Regions from separate parts of the Mus musculus genome. Here region 2 is linked to region 1. The links are chromatin contacts, called in public promoter capture Hi-C maps. All regions are on one chromosome and are shown on one strand. The core of a region is the stretch at or near the end of the contact, and the rest is flanking DNA. Distances in the headings are between cores, read along the strand shown.

Evidence for each region. Promoter capture Hi-C pulls out the DNA fragments that hold promoters and counts their contacts.
Region 2: a promoter capture Hi-C map of macrophages shows a contact between it and region 1, with 9 read pairs. The contact joins the enhancer-like site here to the promoter of 4921504E06Rik in region 1. A contact is called at or near these places in 3 of 39 promoter capture datasets (liver and macrophages), 9 of 484 Hi-C or Micro-C datasets (LSK cells, Sertoli cells, adipose-derived mesenchymal stem cells and 5 more), 7 of 115 datasets of contacts at active chromatin or transcription factors (CD8 T cells, bone marrow-derived macrophages, embryonic fibroblasts and 3 more) and 4 of 9 other capture datasets (adipose tissue, liver, macrophages and 1 more).

What each region holds. Positions count from the first base shown.
Region 1 is chr2:19,551,559-19,557,299 of GRCm38.p6, forward strand. 4921504E06Rik (RIKEN cDNA 4921504E06 gene) reads right to left here and starts at 2,352. Exons shown (of 17, transcript NM_027600.4): 1 at 2,216-2,352. The coding sequence starts at 2,322.
Region 2 is chr2:19,626,413-19,632,106 of GRCm38.p6, forward strand. No RefSeq gene overlaps it. Among named protein-coding and RNA genes, the nearest start is that of Gm13348, 7.8 kb to the right of the region's middle. Within about 2 kb of position 4,294, at least 36 of the 459 cell types and tissues checked have an H3K27ac peak or open chromatin away from gene starts, as enhancers often do. A contact at or near this core is called in CD8 T cells, bone marrow-derived macrophages, macrophages and 2 more, where this site is marked.

The DNA of each region.
Region 1 (5,741 bases), core at 1,102-3,601:
TTATTTTTAGAATAGGACCACTTGCTGAGCTCAGGCTTCAAGCTGTATCAGCTACCTTGGCTGGTATCAAGTACCTGGCATCTGTCCCCTCCCTCTGTGCTGTGCTGGGGTCACAGATGCCCTTCACCGTGCCTTGCTTTGTACATGGCTAGGGATACAAACTCAGGCCCTCACAGCAAGCCTTTTACTCAGTCCTTATGGCCGTCCTCCTTGATAGATATTATAAAAAGTCTCCTAACCGGTTTCCCAATTTATGCCTTGTCCCTGTTATAGTCTATTATTAAAACAGCAGAACTATCCATAGACAGGCAAGTCAGAGAATATCAGGACACTGGGTCATCCCCCTCTGGCTTCCCATCTCCTTTGAAATGAAAGCTTGAGCCTTTATGTTGATCTAAGACCCAGAAATGTGGCCATCAGTCTCTCCTCTGACTCATATCCAGGAGCCCACCCTGCTTGCTCTGTTATAGCCACACTGGCCTCCTTGCTTTGCCTAAATCCAGAGTCCCTACTTTCACTACCTGTTCTCTCAGCAGGGAACATTTTGGCTCCAGATGCATGTGCCTGGTTCCTGCTGTTTCCTCTTAATGTCATCTCAGAGAAGCCTTTCCTGAGAGCCGTGGTGACTTGGGGGTGTGTACACATACACCAGTTTTCTGTGCTACCTTTGCTTCTGTTTCTTCTGTCACTTGTAAATGCTGTCTGACTCATTATGTGGTTACTGACTTAACTAGAATGTATCACTTCACCAAGGCTGACCTGAGTTTATGTGAACTACCTGGCCTAACCCAGCTAGATCAGATCCCTGGGTGTCAGCCAGTATCTAGCTTCTCCCATTCATATCAGAACTCCAACCTATTTCTCTAAGCCTTTGAGTGGAAAAAAAAATGTTATGGACATTAGTGGTTCCTTAGTTCAATCAACGTGTGCTAGTAGCAATTGGCAGAGATCAGTTTGCCCCATGAGTCTGGCTGGAATGTTCTGTTGGGTACTTATTCCACTGCAGAATGTCAAGGAATCCAGGAGAGAAAGGGGCTCTTAGGAACAGATTAGACACAGCATTCCACTGTTGTCTGCCAAGAGCTGCCTGTGATATGTGCTTTTGACAGTTTTATCAAAGGTCTGTGGGTACCCTGACTTGGTTTGGCCAGCAAACCTATTAATGACTAGTTGGGGTAGAGAAGTGGAGTTCAGCAGGACTGGGTACTGGTTCAGGCCCACCATTGGGCTGGTCTAGCTATAGTCAGTCCCTTCCCCTGCTCCCTGTCCTGTCCCTGCTCCCTCTTCTCTCTCTCTTCCCCAGTGTGGGGTTTGCCTGGAATCAATAGCCTGGCTCCCTGAGGTCTCTACTTAAGGAATGGCATCACGTGGCAGTTAATCTAAGGCTATGTGCTTACTGCTTTGAAAGAGTGTTTTAAGAAAAAAAAATTCCCCATAAATGTTGACTCTACATTATCCAAATAAAAAAAGGGCTGAAGCCAAATGAGAGAGAGAGAGAGAGAGAGAGAGAGAGAGAGAGAGAGAGAGAACCTAAGGACCATGAAATAATGATTCCATTGACTGCCTGGCAAAGGCATATGGCTTGTTGTCTTTATATATTTGGCGGTGCTCCAGTTCTAGGAAAATCCATGTCAACGTCCTATTTTCCAAAAATGATGGCCTCCGGAGGTGAGATCAAGAGAGATGAATAGGTAATGAAGTGGGAGCCTCATAAATGGGGCTGTTCCCTTAAAAAGAGCCCAGGTGGAGGATAGAGAGTGGAGAAGTCAGGAGATGGCTCCCCCGCTGATCCCACTAGGGGAGGATGCAGTAAGAACGGGTTGCTTACAAGAAAGGACCGTCAGACATCAAATCAGTGCCCAGTTCTTGGACTCCAAGCCTCCAGAATCTCAAAAGAAATCTGTGTTTAAATCGGGAGTCTATGGGATCTTCTTTAAGCAACCTCATACCATTTCTGTATGGCTCTTTTCTAGACTGTACCTCGGTGAAATATTTAACAGGCCCTGTGGTCTATGGAGTAGGCACAATTAGCTACTGTCCTGTTTCCCAGATGAGCTAATAAGAGGCATAGGACCCGGTGAGAAGTCAGACGAAATTAGAACCCAGACCTGAGTCTGAGCTTTTAGCCTGTGGTTTACTTAAGAAATCAAAGGCGACGAGGCTGTGGAGAACAGGTGACCAGCTCTGAAGCGCGTGCAAGTAGCGGGCAGGTCACCTGGAATGGAATTTGAATTGCTCAATAGCCCCCTCGAGGGTCTGGAGAATCTTCCTGCATCCACGTGTCTTCGTCCATTCTTCAGTCTCAGTCTCAGCCTCCGCCATGCTCCCAACTGCTCGCTTGGAGTTCAGAGAATCTGAGTCCCAAAGCCAGAGTCCGTTGCCATGGCGACTCCCAGAGAAACCGGAGACCGGGGTGGGGGTGGGGTTGGAGGGGTGAGGATCAGGGGCGGGGCGGAGAGCGGGCGGGGGTGGAGTGGGTGAGGTGTAGGGCGGGCTCCGGAAGTGCTCCTCTGTCTCGCCAGGCCACCTGCCCCACCAGACATAAGCCTTGCGACAAAGAGCCTTCTCGGACGCCCACAAGCCAACCCGTTCCTAAATGTCTCTAGGCAAAGCTGCACCCTGTAAATAACTCTGCTGCGGCCCACTACGCCTCCGGACCCTTTCTGCTTCCTTCTCCTCCAAGGCTCTGAGCTCAGCCTCCTTTCTGGTTGGACTCTGCATTTGGGAAACTGAAGTTTCCTACGTCAACGCTCCTCCCACGTGCCTGTCAGATCTGCAGCTTGCTTGGCTCTCTCTTTTGCTTGGCCTCCTACCAAGTGTCACTCACTCTCTGCGGAGATGGAAACTAGTGACCCCATCCAATAGCTATCTCACGATATAAAGAGGCCTGGGCTTGTCAGCAATACCACAGGAGAGCAGGTGGCCTGATAAAATACTGACACCTGTCACTTGAATACACACACACACACACACACACACACACACACACACACACACACACAGGAGTGTTGCTGAGTGAAGATTTTCTTTGCAGAGATTAAACAGGCCTACATCCTTATTTAACATAAAGGACAGAATGTAAGGCATGGCATTTTACACAATATCGTGTAGTGGAATTCAATTCACTATCTACCATTATTAAGAGAAGCTATTTTAAGCGGTAAAACTACCATTTATTCTTAACTGTGTGCCAATTATTGACAAGGGACCTAAGCTTGGGGTATCATCGCTTTTAGAACTAAGTATTTTTCATCTTCATTTCACTATATTGTCTGTAAGGATATATTTATATTTATGTATATATATATATATGAATGTGTGTGTATGATGCATATGATATATGTGTATGTGTAGAGTGTATGTGTATATATATATGTGTATATGTATACTGACTCTCTCTCTCTCTATATATATATATGTATATATATATATATTCCTAATTAGCTGGATATTAGGAGTAGGAAACAGGGAAAGAAATTCACTGTAGCGATCACTGTCTTTAAACATTTAAGGCTATTATGTGCCTGCATACAGTGCCCTGGGAGATGAGAAGAAGGAAATGGAGCTGGAGTTTCACATGGTTCTTATCTGACTTGTGGTGACTGGGAACCATATTCCCTAGCCTTCTGTAAGAGCAACAATTGAAGGCATTTGTTGATCAGGCTGCATAATTACACCATCCCCCAGAAACAAGAAGCACACATACATTTTTATTGGAGCCTTGCAACAGCCCATCCAGGAGATTCCAGTTTCAGCATCCAGGGCATTAAGGAAAGAGGACCACAAGTTTGAAACTAACAACGTGACATTTCTTTTCTTGTCAGCCACCTGTGTTTTATCTCTGAGTGTTCTAGCTCAAATCACTGTTCATGTCAGACCAACATCCCACCTACCCCAAGGAGTCCTGGCACTGTCAGAGTCTTTGTCAGATTGAAGCCAGTCTTCTTTCATCAGATGTAGAAATCATTGGTGGCTTTTAGTGGAGAAGGCTCATGGACTCAAAGATAGACATTAAAAATGTGTTAATTCACTTTTGAATATTGGTCTCATTTATTTATAATTATCAAGATTCTGTTTTTATTTTTTTATTACAATAAGCAAACACTGAACAACAAACCTTGCTCTTACATTTTTGGTTGTAAACCTAGCCTTTAACGGCTGAGCCATCTCTCCAGCCCAATAAATCTTTCTTAACAGGCATAAACTGCAATGTGGGAAGAGCTCAAAGCCCTTATAATACACAGACTCCAGCCAGCCTATTAAAAGAGTGTCTTCCTTTTTCCCAAACCACCCCTGAGCAATGTAACTGCAGCATCCAAAGTTTCCAGCTTTCTAAAAGTTGAACAGCTCAAAAGCTAGAACAACCCTTCTCTTTCTCAGTCCACAGGATGGATGGCACAACTTGTGCACATGAGTATATAAATACACCATGGCTTCCTATGAAAATGTCACCTGCCAATTAGCAAGAATGATTGCACCGCAGATTAAGTAGCAGGAGGCTTTGATTAAGAGCCAAGTGGTGGCTCTGAACGTTGTAATTTATATAACCCAGTTGGACATTTTCAGTTCTGTAACTCTAGTAAAAGCCAAGAGGTTTCAGCTTAGGTTTGTAATTTAAATTCTTTTGAGAGAGTCATGCTATAGGAAGTGCTTATTTTTTCTTTATCACTAGCCATAATATATGATTATGTGGTGCGGGTGCTGTTATGTAAACTTGTTTTATGTAATGCTCCGTCCCTAACCAAAGGTCTGAAATAAAGGGTTGGGAAAGGAAGCAGTGAGACTCGAGCCAGAACAGTTTTATGTCACTAAATCCTTTAGAGGTAAAGCTAAAGAGACTAGATCACGTCTTAAGCTGGCTTGCAGCAAGTTGCCATCTCCACTGTGAATATCCACGAGTGACTGTTTGGCACCTGGTTGAAATGAAGGGGACAATGCTAGGCAAAGTAGAGAGTCTGGACAGATGTGACCCATGTTAAACTTGGGATGTTGGCTGTCAAATGTCCTTGATCACTAGAAACACTGTTTGCTCTGCTTGGAGGTAACTTTAAATCTTGAGATTTAAAGACTTGAGAAAGGAACAGGAGCCAAGAGAGAGAAGAAAGGTAAAGCTTTCAGAAGGAAGCTCCCTTTATAGGCATGTGACCTCACTGCCAAGGGTAATTCAGACTGGGCCTTCTCTCCTGGCTATGACCTCAGAACACTTTCCTATGCTGCCATTGCAGTACAGAGGGAGGAGCTTGGCACAAGTTGATATCTGAATGGAGAATAATACAGGGACAGTTATCATATTTAATGGCCTGGAAGACATCTTTATTTTACTAGATGTTAAGAAACAAATACCAGCTACAATGCTACTTTAATGTAAACTAGCAACATAAGAACATTAAAGATCTTGACTGGGAACTCTATTTCATCATGATCCAGAGGGGTCTCCTCTCCTAAGAAGTGGGGCACCCCCATAACCTAAATAAATCACCCCGTGGGACCATCAGATTGCTTGTTCTTTCCCACTGTCATAGGCTGTGAGCCAATGAACAGTTAACGTTCTCTGTATATATACATGATAAAGACTTAATCTAGGCAGCAAACATAACTTTGCACATAGTGAGTTCTGAAGACTCCTTATCTGTGACTTAACTCTCTGTGGTTTAAGTTAACCATTACCTCCAAAGATAATTCCAAATCTTACATGGAATATAGAGCAGGATATTTTGAGAAACTATACTCATAGAACTTGT
Region 2 (5,694 bases), core at 3,044-5,543, 77 kb after region 1:
GGGACTAAACCACCAACCAAAGAAAACACATGGTGAGACTCATGGCTCTAGCTGCACATGTAGCAGAGAATGGCCTAATTGGTCATCAATGTGAGAAAAGGCCCTTGGTCCTGTGAAGATTCTATGCCCCAGTATAGGGAAATGCCAGGACCAGGAAGCAAGAGTGGGTGCATTGGTAAATAGGGAGAGGGGGAGGGGGTAGGAGGATTTCAGAGGGGATACTAGGAAAGGGGATAACATGTAAAATGTAAATAAAGAAAATAAATATCTAAACAAACAAAAAATCCAAAAGATAAGCAAAACCAAACAAAACAATATTTGTTATGAGGTGATAGCAGCCAGCCAGCTTGCTAAGTGGTAGCTTAAGAAAATATGGGCTTTTTCTGCATGCTTAAAAAGCATACTTGTTCATTCAATTAAGCCAGTTTATTTTGGTTTATTATTGAATAAAAAGAAAGCCAATAGTGAGTACCTTTTTCCTTAGAGGATTTGTTACAAATTGTTTTAATATGGGCAAAAAATTTTTGTTTCCTGAGTTCATTTTTCCCCTTGGTATCAGATAATGTCAGATAGACTGTATTGAAATAGGAAGACCATCAACTTTTGTCTTCATTCTCATGGTCACAAGTAATCAATAAATGCTTGCAGTTGCCAAGCAGAGAGAATTCAATGTCCCAAAGCCTGGGATGAACAGACCACAGTTTTAGCAATATGAGTTGGCTCCTCGTTTACACTGAGTCAGCGGTGATGTCCCCAGCTCTTCCCAAAGGGAAGGTCCGACCGAGTCAATGACACATGTGGCATGTTAGTCTCTGACCTCACTGGAACAGCTCGAGACAGAGTACAACCTCTCTCTCTCTCTCTCTGCAAATAGAGAAGTGGGAATTTAAAAACAGTTAAAAACCCGAGCCACACAGGAAAAGAGAAGTTGCTGTTTCTACTCACTCTTTTGAGTTTTGTTTTCTAACTTTAGGTCTGGAGGAGTGAGAAGCTTAAAATGGGGGGAGAAATGGCATTCAGATGAGGAGGGAGGGAGTGAGGGAGAGAGAGAAAGAGAGAGAGAGAGAGAGAGAGAAGATATAATTTTTGGAGGGTGGATTTTAATGTGTGGTAAATCCTTACTTTACAGTTCATCACAGTGAGGAGGCTAGGGCACCTTAGGAAATGCTAATATAAGAAAAACATGACTATACCAAAAGGATTGACCCAGAGCCTAATCATGCTGAAAGCTGCCTCAGTTGGATTCTAATGCTGGAGTCATAAACCCTAAGCCCCAGATGAAGCAACAGGCAAAAAAAAAAAAAAAAAGTTTTTTATTTGTTTTTTTTTTTTTTTGAGATAGGGTTTCTCTGTGTGTCCCTGGCTGTTCTTGAACTCAATCTGTAGAACAGGCTGGCCTCTTATAAAGAGATCCTCCTGCCTCTGCCTGCCAAATCCTGGGATTAAAGGCATGCACCATCACCACGAAGCTGCAGCGTGTAAATTTAAGTATCTGTCTTTTTGGCTTTTTTTTTTTTTAATGAGGAAATGAGGAAGGGTCATGCTTATTCACTATATGCAATATACAGCTATATGCAACGAATGTTAATTTGATTTAAGAGCTTTAACCAGTTAAAGGAATGGGACACACTTTGAGAAAGGAGGCAAGAATAAAAGACATTTGCGGAAGAGGGAGAGGAAAACAATGAGTCATGAAGACAGAAGCTGGTAGAGAAGACAGACACACTAGGAGGAGAAAGGAATCGTGAAACAGTAACTGAGACTTGGGGAAAGTGACTGTCATCAGTTACCAAACTATAGGCTGATCCTATACCACAGACTCTCTATGAAACAGCCTTTAGGGGTGTAGCTCCCATACCACCAAGTTCCCCAGTTCAAGTGGCACAGTCAGCATTTTCTAATGTATTTACAGTCACAGAACTACTGCCACAATCTTAGTTTAGAACATGTTTACCATTGAGAAACCTATCCGTTAGTAATCTCTCCCCACTTCCACATTCTCCCTCCAGACTTAGGCACTTAACCACTAAATTTACATTTCTCTATTTGCCTGTTCTGAGCATAGGGTAAGTAGGATCCTGCAAATGTTATCTGTGACTTCAGTCATTTAGCAGTTTTCTGGGATTCATCTACATAGCACATTGACTCATGTCCCATTGTGAGGCATGCTCATATTCTACTACATATCTGTTCAGTGGTTGATGAATTTTGAGTTGCTACAAACAATGCCTGCATATACACTGGTGTCTGAATTTTTGTGTACAAATATTCTTTCATATCTTCTGTGTTTATACCTAGGAGATTTTTCTCAGTCACGTGACTCCACATTTGTCACTTTAAACAGCTGCCTAGTTCTCTTCTACGGGAGCTGCATTACCCTAACAGGTCTAGTTTCTAAGATTTTTACATGCTAATCAGCAATTGTTGCTGCCTTTGTAATTTTACTGAGATATAATTTAAACACGATACATGGAAGTATACTTACTTCCACAGTGGTCTTTATTAAGAGCGGTCAACACAATGTTCACTGATCCTCATAATCACAGAAGAAACCCGTACTCCTTAGCTGTCCCTCTGATAGCCACCAACTACTCCTTCCCATAGCAACGATAGGAACTAAGGTATCTTGCTTCTATCTTTCTGTTTCTGTTTTGTTTTTCATTTGGTTTGGTTTGGTGACAGATGTTCAGTGGCTAAATGCTGGATGTCATTGTGGTTTTGATTGTGCTTTCCTGAAGAAAAGTGAAGGCTCTTTCTCCCTGATTACTCCCGAAGGCCATGTTTCCCTTCTAGAAAAGTATATCAAATTCTTTAGCCACTTTTCAAGCCTGGGTTGTCTTCTTGGTGGCTTGAGAGGGTTCTCCACACCTTTCTGGACAAGTTTCTTAGCAATTGCTCGGATTGACAAAATTGTCTCCCACTCTGTGCTTTCTTCCCACTTGGTCAATTCACTCTTTTGATCACTTGATTACTCTGAATTTCTCCCTTTGAAAACTGCCAAATAGGGGCTGGGAATGGCCTAGTGATTAATGAGGGGTGGGGGTAGCTCACTAATTGATAAGGGGCTGGAGGACGTCTCAGTGATAAGGGATGTGTCTTGTTCTTGCAGAGGACTTGAATTAGGGTCCCAGAATTCACACTAGGTAGCTCTCAACTGCCTGTAACTCCAGCTCTGATCTCTGTGGGCACCTGTGCTCATGAGTACACGGACCAGCCACCCCCACATATATACATAATTAAAAATAAGCCTTAAAAATTACAAAGAAGTGCCAAATAGTTTTCTTCTGTTTTGACCACTGGAGATTAGAAGTATGAGAGGTAAATCTGGGGTATAAAAGTTCACTCAAGGAGTATTCTAAATTAAGCATGATAGAATTACTTGGCTACTTATAGGTCTATATTTTAAAGATGCTGAGACTTGCTCCTTTTAGTTGTGAGTACATGTGTGAGTATTTGTCCACCTTTGAAAGACAGGATGGATGGAAGGTTAGCTACATTTTTTTAAGTCCAAAAGGGAGCTGGAGAGATGGCTCAGATGTTAAGAGCACAGGCTATTCTTTAAAAACCCAGGTTTCATTCCTAACATCTATTTGTCAACTCACAACTGCCTGTAACTTCACTTCTAAGAGATCCTATAACCTCTTTGGTCCTCCTCAGGCACCAGGCATGCACATGATATGCAATTCCCACCACACACACACACACACTCATTCGCCCACACACAACACACTTGCACAATACACAATTTTTCAAAAAGAATTTACTCTCTAAAATATGCAAATGCTAATTATAGTTACTATATTGTGGTTGTTTAAACAAAGGTTAAATTAACCACAGATCATCCTTTTATAACATTGTAACCCATCCTTTTAGCAGTCTTGTATTTCAAGCACATTTGTTGAAGATGTTCTTTGTGGAGAAAGATATCAAATTTATAAATGTCTACATGTCTTTAACCTGCTACTAAGAATGAATGAGCCAGGAGTGATGGCCCAGGCCTTTAATCCCAGCATTCCAGAGACAAAGGCAGGTGGATCTCCGTGAGTTCAATGCCAGGCTGACTAAACAGTGAGTTCTAGGACAGCCATAGATATGAATGATAATAACATAATACGTATAATAATTTCTTTGAATATGCCTTCTTTCCCCCATTTTAGAGGTCACAAAGTGAAGACATGCATGTTAGCTTAAGATAAAAGAGGCATTAATTTATTAACACACAGTGGTGAGGTATAAATTTATGTTTCTGTTTTGGTTTCAGTATTATTACATACAACATGAACTGCTTCAAAATGAAAGCACTGATTGATTTCAAGAGAAAGCAGAAGTTCCTCTCCCTGTACTGACTTGACACACACATCACTGGCAGAAAACCTAAGAAGAAACTCACAAGGGAAAGATTTTGATTGCTCTCCTTTTGTACTAATTCTTTTTGAGCGATTCTGACCAAATCTCAGGCAGAAACAACTCAGAGAGAAAAGTTGACTTTGGTGCAGAGTGAGTTCAGTCCATTACAACAGAGGAAGGGGTGAACAACAGAGATTCTCTGTAGGAAGTGTATGACCAAGATCTGTACAATGGTGCCAACTAGGACACCAGGACCACAGGAGTGAACCAGAAGCAGCTATGACTTTCAGAGGCTTTACCTTAATCTCCTACTTCTGCCAGTCAGGTCTCACCAAAGCTCTACAGCTTTCAGATAGTGATAGAAGACAAACATTGTCAGAATAGTCCCAATACAAACCATAATGCCTACCTGTACACAGCTATTATCTAGAAAATGGGTAGGTGGTGAGTTGGATTGGAACTATGTGATCAAACCCAAGTTGCTGTGCATAAGAGGCAGCTAACCAAGATGTGAATGGAAGAAGCACCCTGGGGGAGAGGGCTGGACATCAGCTGGATCCCATTCTCAGAGGACACCGTAAACTGGGTGAAGAAAAACCATCATGTCTTAGTTCCTTTCCTGTTGCTGTGAAAAAAGAGGCTGACAACTGAAGGAAGGAAGAAGGCAGGGGCTATCTCCGCTTATAGCTGGAGGTACAGTCACCGAGGGAGAACAATCGGGGGAGCTTGAAGGAGCTCCTGGCATTGCATCCACAATCAGGAAGGAAGTAGAGAGTGGTGAAGGCCTGTGCTCAGCTCATGTTCTTCTTCCGTTGTCGAGTTCCCAACCCCATAAGGTAGCACCACTGACTTTTAGAACGGGTCTCCCCACCCCAGTTAATCTAATCAAGCCCGGAGGCTTGTCTTCTTAGTGATTCTAGACTCTGCCAAGTTCCTAATCAATATAAACCATTATAGTTTGAGAAGGGCTGAGAAAGTAGCTTAGTGGTACAGCCCTTGCCTATCCTGTCCAAGGTCTTAGGTCCAACCCTTGGCATCCAGAAAGAAAGAAAATAAATAAAGGAATAAATGAATGAATGAATGAATGAATAAATGCAATATGAGCTGTGCTGGCTAGTTTTGAATCAACTTGACTCAAGCTAGAGTTATCTGAGGAGAGGGAATCACAACTGAGAAAATGCTTCTGAAAGTTTGGCTTGTAGGCAAGCCTGTGGGGTGTTGTCTTGATTAATGATTGATATGGGAAGGCCCATCCTTATTGCCACCCCCTAGGCAGGTGGTCTTTGGTCTATAAGAAAACAGATTGAGCAAGCCATGAGCAGCAGGACAGTAAAAAACACTCCGCCA